3 separate regions of the Mus musculus genome follow, and regions 1 and 2 are each linked to region 3. The links are chromatin contacts, called in public HiChIP or PLAC-seq maps. All regions are on one chromosome and are shown on one strand. The core of a region is the stretch at or near the end of the contact, and the rest is flanking DNA. Distances in the headings are between cores, read along the strand shown.

The links. HiChIP or PLAC-seq counts read pairs in DNA pulled down with a chosen protein or histone mark.
Region 1: a contact with region 3 is called in an H3K4me3 HiChIP or PLAC-seq map of bone marrow-derived macrophages, with 3 times the contacts expected there. The contact joins the enhancer-like site here to the promoter of Mrpl51 in region 3. A contact is called at or near these places in 3 of 39 promoter capture datasets (the 3T3-L1 cell line, cranial neural crest and pre-B cells), 3 of 484 Hi-C or Micro-C datasets (embryonic stem cells, gonadal supporting cells and nephron progenitors), 3 of 115 datasets of contacts at active chromatin or transcription factors (the NIH/3T3 cell line, bone marrow-derived macrophages and stem cell-derived neural progenitor cells) and 1 of 9 other capture datasets (liver).
Region 2: an H3K4me3 HiChIP or PLAC-seq map of embryonic stem cells shows a contact between it and region 3, with 12 read pairs. The contact joins the promoter of Cd9 here to the promoter of Mrpl51 in region 3. A contact is called at or near these places in 2 of 39 promoter capture datasets (the 3T3-L1 cell line and embryonic stem cells) and 3 of 115 datasets of contacts at active chromatin or transcription factors (embryonic stem cells and microglia).

What each region holds. Positions count from the first base shown.
Region 1 is chr6:125,602,064-125,604,763 of GRCm38.p6, reverse strand. Vwf (Von Willebrand factor) reads right to left here. Exons shown (of 52, transcript NM_011708.4): 14 at 1,245-1,440; 15 at 419-634. Among named protein-coding and RNA genes, the nearest start is that of Vwf, 50 kb to the right of the region's middle. Within about 2 kb of position 1,368, at least 165 of the 459 cell types and tissues checked have an H3K27ac peak or open chromatin away from gene starts, as enhancers often do. A contact at or near this core is called in bone marrow-derived macrophages, where this site is marked.
Region 2 is chr6:125,493,330-125,496,029 of GRCm38.p6, reverse strand. Cd9 (CD9 antigen) reads left to right here and starts at 1,270. Exons shown (of 8, transcript NM_007657.4): 1 at 1,270-1,456. The coding sequence starts at 1,391. It overlaps Gm26728 (a long non-coding RNA gene), which reads right to left and starts at 2,597. Exons shown (of 6, transcript XR_869432.2): 1 at 2,545-2,597; 2 at 129-266.
Region 3 is chr6:125,190,893-125,193,633 of GRCm38.p6, reverse strand. Mrpl51 (mitochondrial ribosomal protein L51) reads right to left here and starts at 1,434. Exons shown (of 3, transcript NM_025595.3): 1 at 1,201-1,434; 2 at 1,008-1,118; 3 at 1-411. The coding sequence starts at 1,279. The coding sequence ends at 215. Ncapd2 (non-SMC condensin I complex, subunit D2) reads left to right here and starts at 2,048. Exons shown (of 32, transcript NM_146171.1): 1 at 2,048-2,136.

The DNA of each region.
Region 1 (2,700 bases), core at 119-2,618, 410 kb before region 3:
TTATACGATGCCAAAGACCGTGGGCCAGGTCCCACGTCTGCCTTGCCTGACATTACAAGCAAAGGATTCCAGCATTCCAAACTCACACCACGGCATGCTCATACAAGGAATGAACACTAGGTGGCAGCATTTACAGGCACTCTCAGCCAGGCCTATGCAACTCCAAAGTCCATGGCTTCTGTAAGGAGTTCCAACTTACTTTTACGCAGGAACCCACCCCATTACCAGCCAAGAGCAGAAGGCAGGAGAAATGGCTGCAAAAGAACTGTAGCCCCAAGTTTGTCACTGGGGCCTGTTTCCAAATGAAATTATTCAAAGAAAGTACCTTTGAAAAGGACAGGTGGACCCAGACCCACAAGTTGTCAGAAGAGTTTGAATTGATTGCCTAAAGGAGGTTAACTGGTTATGGAGTTCTCACCACAGAAGCCAGGCTCCCGCCACCCGATGTGCACGCCTTTTCGGGCACACTCGGCAGCATAGTTAGCTACTGCGTTACACAGGCAATCCCGGCTGTCGGAGCAGGAGCAAACATCATAACGGCAGTTCTGCAGATAGGGCAGAGGGCTGACTGCGTGGTGGCAGGCCTCGAACTTGGAGGACGTCAGGAGCGCACAAGCCTCCTCTGCAAACCTGGCTGTTGAAGAGAAAGGAGAGCCTGTGCAGAACAAGACGTGGCCCTGCCCGTTCCTCTGGGGCCAGCCTCAGGGACTCTAACATCCATACCTCACCCCACCCTCTTCCCCACAAACAAAGCCAGTTCCCTTTTCTGTTGCTACCAAAATTAATCTATCTGGCTCTGGCTTCTGGTGCCAATGTACAGTTCTGCGTTTGGCTCAGTAACGGGTAAATGTGCGTTCCCCAAAGACCCACTGACCGGAGACGGTGGTTAGAGTAGCAGAAGCTAGCAAGAGCAGAGATGTCGCAGCACCGTGTCCACACAGGGTCACTGCAGCGCATCTATCATACAAGTCAACTTTAAGCTCCCACACCCACCGCTGCTCTAGACTGGGTCTTTTCCGGGCCAGAAACGACCCAATATTCTATTCTTTCTTGGGATTTCACCCATGGATGGAGGGTGTTCAATAAACAAACTTTGAAAAGGAAATGAGCCAAATGTGGATCTCAACGGCCAGTGGTCAAAATAAAGGCTGGGCCAATGGCTCCGCCTTTGCCTTCCCTCTCTCTGTGTCCCGTGGAATGCCTGCCTGGACCACGGGAGACCCCGGGGTCTGCGGCTCACATACTCAAGCGTGGATTCAGGCTGCAGGGGTCGCTGTGTTGCCTGCGCAGGTCCGAACAGTCCCCTTGAAGCTTCCAGGCGTTTCCGAAGTCTACCACCAGGGGCTCCACCAAGCCGGCCGGCGTGAGGAAGTCGTCTCCCTTGTTGCCGTTGTAATTCCCACACAAGCCACAGGTCTTCCCAGAATAGACTGGGGACAGCTGCCGGAAGAAGCCGGGCCTTGGAGCAGCTGTCCCCCAGTGCCACAATGGTTCCACTTAGTTAATGAGATCATTTGCACCAAAAAATTTCCCCAGGTGAAAAATTAATGTCAGGACGACTAAGTCCCGGGCTGCGAACTGGAGGACCACTGCAAGCTATGCAGCTAGGTGTCGTGCAGCTGGCTGTCGCTCCTCAAAGAAAAGTCAGCCAGAAGGATTCTAGGAATTAGGGGGAGAGAGAGAAGAAGAAGGAGGGGGGGAGGGGGAGGGGAGGAGGAGGGACACAGGGAAAGAGAAGAGAAGGAGGAGGGAGATAGGGAAAGAGAGAAAGAGGGAGAAAGGGGGAGGGAGAGAGGGAGGAAGAAGAGGGGGAGGGAGGGAGAGATTGCCTAAGATCCCATCGAGGGTGACACGGCTGGAAAGAGCAAGCAACTTGAATCCCCCAGACCTTCGTGCTCCCTATGTCTGTGACTAAAGTGACTATCAACAGACATGGGCTAAGCAACAGTGAGAGAACATGCAAACTGTTCGTTGGACAGATATTAGTTACAAACAGACAAGGCAGACTGAGGACGGTGTAGTCCAAGCCCCCAGGAGCTTGTGTCTGGTGTCCAGGAGCAACACCTGTCTTCTAATCTCCTGCTGAGGACACCAGGAAGGAAGCAGGGCTCAGATTCTATCCCCTTCTCTCAAGGAAGCAGGGCTCAGATTCTAGCCCCGTCTCTCACTCGCTGATCAGACCTCAGCAGTGAGCCATGATGAGTTTGACCCCAAAGTGCACACTCAGGGCCAAGCAGTGGTGTGGAGGCAGCTTTTTCCCAGGACAGCTGGGGCGCCACTGAATTCCATGGTGCAGATTTGAAGAACTGGTAGGGACCAGACCCCAAGAGTCCAATGATAGCTCTGTGGGTAATCAGTGAAACCAGGTGGTCCCCGCACACCCCCCATCCTGATGATCCAAAGTCTCACAGGTCAGGCCTGAGTCCCCGTAGTCATCTTGGAAGCCCCTTCTAGCTCCCAGCTGTGACTTAACAAGGTGCATGTGGAAGGTTCCAGACCCACAGACATACATGCAACTAAGAAAGGTGGGCAAATGGCCTTCCTTGTTTGTTTTACAAATGCCAAGTCACACACACACACACACACACACACACACACACACACACACACACACAAGGCAATCAAGGTCTTTTCCCTGACTTTCCAGCTTAAAACTAAAGCACACTGCTGTGACCTCGGATGCTGTTTCTCAAAGCCATG
Region 2 (2,700 bases), core at 21-2,520, 300 kb before region 3:
TATGCTAACAGAGCTGGGTTTGCTATGTGAAAAAGTTTCTTGTTTTTATTTTTTGTTTTTGGGGACCGGGTCTCCTGTGGCGTTGGCCTCCAACGTACTTTAACCCAGGAAAAAAAATTTTAACTCACATTCTTTTTGCTTTCTGATATTTTCTGATGTTTCTGTAATAAGTACGGTTTGCTTTTGCAATGAAGAATGCTAAGGAAACTTCCTGCAGGGGTGAGGAAGAGAAAACTGTAAAGGATATTGAGAAGGGCCTCTTCACCCTGTTGAAAAAATCAAGAAAGAATTTAGAGAGTCACAGAGCAGGACGTGGTGGCCTGAACCGCTCTGGCAGGAGGACTGGAGTTGAAGATAGCCTGAGCTACATAAGCAAATTCCGGGTCAGTAGGTCTACAAACGGCTAAATCCTACTTCAAAAGAAATGAAATCGCTGGGCGTATTGGCACATCCCAGCAGAGGCAGACAGATCTTTATGAGTTCAAGGCCAGCCTGGTTTACACAGGGCGTTCCAAGCCAGATAGGACAGCATAGTAAGACTCTGTCTCAAAATAATAATAGATTTAAATAAAAAAAATAATAAAGCACAATAGAATTTTCACAAGGAGGCAGGGCGGCCAGCATACACCCCTGCAGGCATGGAGGCGCAGCAGAGTAGGGGTGTGGCATCAGGTGTGGCAGGGAATGAACGGAGTAAATACAGGATGAAGAAGGGTTTCAACTCAAGTCTCTGAACGTAGAAAGTTTCTGAGCAAAGTAGAACTGCTCAGATTAGCACCTAGAACATTCTAGCGGCCACCGTGCTCAACTAAGTGCGTTCAGTCCAGAAAGGTTTACAAGGAGGTGTCAGAGAGAACGCAAGCCAGGCAAATAGGGGCTCGCAGACTTGCCTCGGGAATCTGAAAAGGTTCTTAAGATTACATGGCCCTTGGGGGTCTTCCAACGTGAGCTCTTATGCAGAGCCCAGGATGAACTAGGATGAACGGGAAAGGCGAGGCCGGCACTTAACTCCCCGTAAAAGAAGTCGGGTACGGAGGTCCGGAAAGACCCCGAGACGGTGGGAAGAAGGAAGATGGAGGGAAAGAGGATCTTAGAAACCAGACGGCAAAAGTTAGGTGCAGAGAGAGCTCTGCACTGAGGGTGAAACCGAAGTCCCAGAACCTGGGTCTGGGGAGGGGATTAGAGCATGGGCGGGGCAGGTGGGCCGGGGGGCGGGGTCGGCATCCCTCCGCACATGCGCATAGCAGCTGGCCGAGCGCCGTAAGGAGTGGCACTTTTTAAAAGTGGAGCCTCAGGCCAGCCCCTAGCCGCAGCGTGTCTCAGTCGGTTGTCGAGTCCCTTCTGTCCCAGTCGTTCGTGCCTCTTGTCCCACGCAACTCCAGCTTGTACCATGCCGGTCAAAGGAGGTAGCAAGTGCATCAAATACCTGCTCTTCGGATTTAACTTCATCTTCTGGGTGAGTGAGAGGCGACTGTCGGCGCGCTCCTCTCCGAGGCCACCTGTTCTCAGGCCCGAGACGGCGTCCGGGGCGGAGAGTGTCCCGGCGGCCGAGAGCGCCGGGAGCCGCTGGTACTGCGCGCGCCAGGCGGACTCCGGGCGAGTAGAGAAAGGCGCAGCGGCTGCCAGCTGGCCAGGCGGGACTGGCAGGTGGGCGGGAGGAGCAAGTGGGTGGGAGAGCCGAGGGTCCTGGTGGCTCCGGCTGTGCACTTCGCTCCCGGGTCCTTCTACCGCCGAGTATTTGAGATGGGCTCTGTGCCTGCTCCCACCCGGAGCACCCCCGAGTGTGAGAGAGGAGTGAGGGAGGAGCGGAGCAACCTTTTCGAGTAACTCGATGCCCTCCCCGGCCCGCAAGGCTCCTTGCCAGCAGGGCAGTCGAGCGTCTCCCACTTCGGTGGTCCCACAAGTGACAAGGGGTGCTACGGAGGGAGAGGAAGTGGGTGTGGGGAGTCTTCCCTGCACCTGGAGGTCGGACATTCCTTGTTTAGGACCTGAACTCTCAACTGAAAACGTCCATGCCTCTCTCTAAGCTACCTGAAAGACTAGATTGTCTTGATTCTTTTTCAAGAGCGATAACTATCTTGGCTGTAGAGAACTCTGGGAGAGTTAAGAGAAAAGAAGGCGGGGAAGGTGCCTATTGGCGCCTCTAGATGGGATAAATCCGGTGTTTCTGCATTTCCCAGGTAATCAGGTACTGCGGGCTTGAAGCCTCGCTCTAAAAATGTCCAGGTGGGGCCAAGGGGAATGGCCGTTCACCTGCAGAGGGTCCAGAGGCAGGTGCTAGTAGACTCTACAGATGGGCCTCTGGGTAGGGCAACAAGAGAGTGTCCACTCTCCCAAAACTCAGGGACAGAAGCAAGGAAATACACGGAAGACCCTTTTGTCCTGATTCTGAGAGGGCACACTCCCAAACACAAATGGACGGAATTTGCTCCCAGGCAATCAGGAAAGAGCTTAACTAGGCAACTCCTGTGCCACCAGAGACTTTGAACAACAACAACTAAAAAGTCCACTATTCCCTTTGGAGCTGGCCACCGGGATGCTCACCATCTTCCAGCAACTGTAAGGTTTAATACTCTCCAGGGTTGCTTGGAAGTGTTGCACAACCTGCAGAGACTGCCCTGGGTTTCTAGGAGCCACCACACCCATACAACTTAAGAGGATGTCAGAGGACATTCCCTGCTTGTGTTTCCCCAGTTCTGC
Region 3 (2,741 bases), core at 185-2,684:
ATAAAGGCCACAAGCATAACTGGGCTGTAAGTAATAGTAACAAAAGATCATGTGACTTAGGAACGAGGCAGACGTCAGAGTGCATGAGTAAATGTAGCACTGGGCATATCAGATTCCAAAGGAGCCCCATTTTTTTATTACATCGAGCACACAAAGCTCTCTCCTTGCTGGGATAAGTCCTGTTCCCCTTCTCCAGGGTGACACATTTCCCGTCCTATCTGTACTTCCCATGTCGGTTAAAGTGTTTGTAGAGATAGCTGATCCGTTTGTTAAGGTTATGCAGGTCCTCAATGAACATCCTGTTTCCCACAAATTTCTTCTTTCGGACACAACGCTGCAATTCATTTCCTCTCCAGCCTCGAAGCCATACTGGGCCCTTGATCAGTTCTTTTGGGTGCTTCTCGAAATTCCCTGTAACGTGACAGAATATATACTAGTTTCAAGAGAAGAGAAGTCAGCCTAGCCCAACTAGGCCTTCAACACAGTTTCATCTCCCTGATCAGAACTACTGACAGACAAGGCACACACCAGTCTAGTACAAGGGACAGAGTCTTTGTAACACTTGCTCTTCCAAAGGATTCCCCAGCACTCTCAACTGAAGGTTCACGACTGCCTGAAAGGGAAGTTCTAGGAAGTCACCCTGAACCTGCAGGCATTGCTTGAGCAGTACACGGTACACATTCAGAAAACACAAAAATCTTATTTAAAAAAGAAGAAAGAAAGAAAGGAGTAAAGACTTTGCAGCCAGAAATGTCTGGGTTCAAATACTGACACTCCCATTTACTCGCTTTGGCCCTCAGACCTGCCCACTACTGTGTTAGTGAGACTGAGTCCCGCACTCCTCACTATTCTCCGCATCTCAGACTGGTCTTGCCTGGCTTCATCTCCCGTGTAACAGGTTTGTGCCCCCAGGCTTGCCCCGGGCACATTACTATTCTCTCCACAAATAAAACCGAAAGAGTCAAGAGAGCATACTAATCCTTCAGAAACCAGGAATCGCGTCCTACCCAGGATTCCAATGTTGTCGTAGACGCCAAACAGAGCCCTCTTCTCGTTCCAGCGATCAACCACTTTGGGAGGTGGAAGAGTGAGCCTTACGAAGGCCAACCGTGGGACGCCTAGGGAAGGACAGAAGCATGAATCAGCACTGCCCAGTGACAAGCCGTTAGCCGGCCGTCCTACTACACTTAAGCCACTTACCCAGAGAGAAGCTTCGGCATGCCGAGGGCACCCAGCCCCACAGTCTCCTACTTGCCGCCCAAGGGACACTCCCTGCCATTACTCTAGCCTGTCCGCCTCAGTAGGGGCAGCAAACCAGCCGGAAAAATGGGGAGCGGGTGTGAATTCCAAAGCCAAGACACAGATTACAGTCCCAGGCGGGACTCACACGGTAGTGACAGTAAGAGGAGCCATTTTGGGCCTTACCCAGGTAGCTTAGGGAGTCATCCCAAGGTGGCTCGCACAGCCACAAGCCCCGCCCTCCAAGTTCCGGCCTGTGAGGCGCGTCCAGTCAAATACTTCCGGTTTAGCCCCTGGAAGAATGGAACCGCTGCGGTGTTTGTTGTCGCAGGAAAGGACGCCCCCAAACCGAAATTCCGTTAAAATAAGCTCTCTCCTGTCCCTTGCGCGTCCTCAACTGTGAGGGAAGTGGAGGACGGGAGCCTGGCGCTACGGCAAGCTGAGTTTTGCTGGGGCAGTATATTCCCGGAGTGTACAGGGCCGGGCGCCACATGGTTAAAAGCTGGACTGCTTTAGGCGGCCCGCGGAGAGACAACGGGTGACCATGCTTAGCCGACTACGGTAGAGATGCCGGGAAAGCGCAGACTCGGGGCCACGCCCCTCGCCCGCTTGCCCCGCCCCCGGGGCTGTGATTGGTTGGCTTCTCCAGCCTCTGTCGCGATTGGCCTCCTGGCAGCCGTTGAGGTTTGAACAGGGAATTGCGGGCTCCGCGAGCGCGACGCCTGGCGCTGAGGCGGGTCTCCGTCTCAGCCTGCCGCGGATTGGCCGGTTCCTCCGCTAGCTTGAAAACCATCTCGTTGTTTGGCGCGTATCCTGCCCTATTGTTTTCTTCCTTCCTTTTCAGCAGGGGGCTCTCCGGTTGAAGAAGCGGCGGGTGAGGGGTGTCGCGGGGTCCAGGTGAGATGTGGCAGTGCGAAAGGTTGGGAAGGGAAAGGTTGAGAAAAAGCAGGTCCAGGACGTGACGCAGCCTTTGCCGGAGTGCGGTCGGGAGCGACGGTCTGGTAGGGATGCCCTTGAGATCCAGTATGGCTGTGTGTCTGACAGATCAGAATCTGAATGTGTGGTGTGGGCAAAATCGCATAGCCTTACTACCCAATGTGTAAATTTGGTTGTTTCGTTCTGCACCCCATGAGACTGAAATCAGGCACAGGATAAGTAGAAGTTAATGTCCTTCCATTCCATTGATTGGGCTGGAACCCCAATGCTCAGTAAAATATTTCTTAAGGATTTTTTTCACTTTAAAATGGAAGCAATAAGTCTGTATGTATACACTGATTGTCACTTAATAGTTCATTAGTATTGTCTTGTGTTGTTGTGTTGTTGTTGTTGTTGTTGTTGTTGTTGTTGAGATGTACTCCTTGCAGCCTCACTGCAGTCCTGGCTGACATCAAACTCAGCAGTCCTCCTGCCTCAGCCTTCTAATGTTGCCTTTATACACATGTTCCACCACCCCTGGCTATTGACTAGTTTTTATCCCTTGATTCTTTTGATCCCCAGAGCAA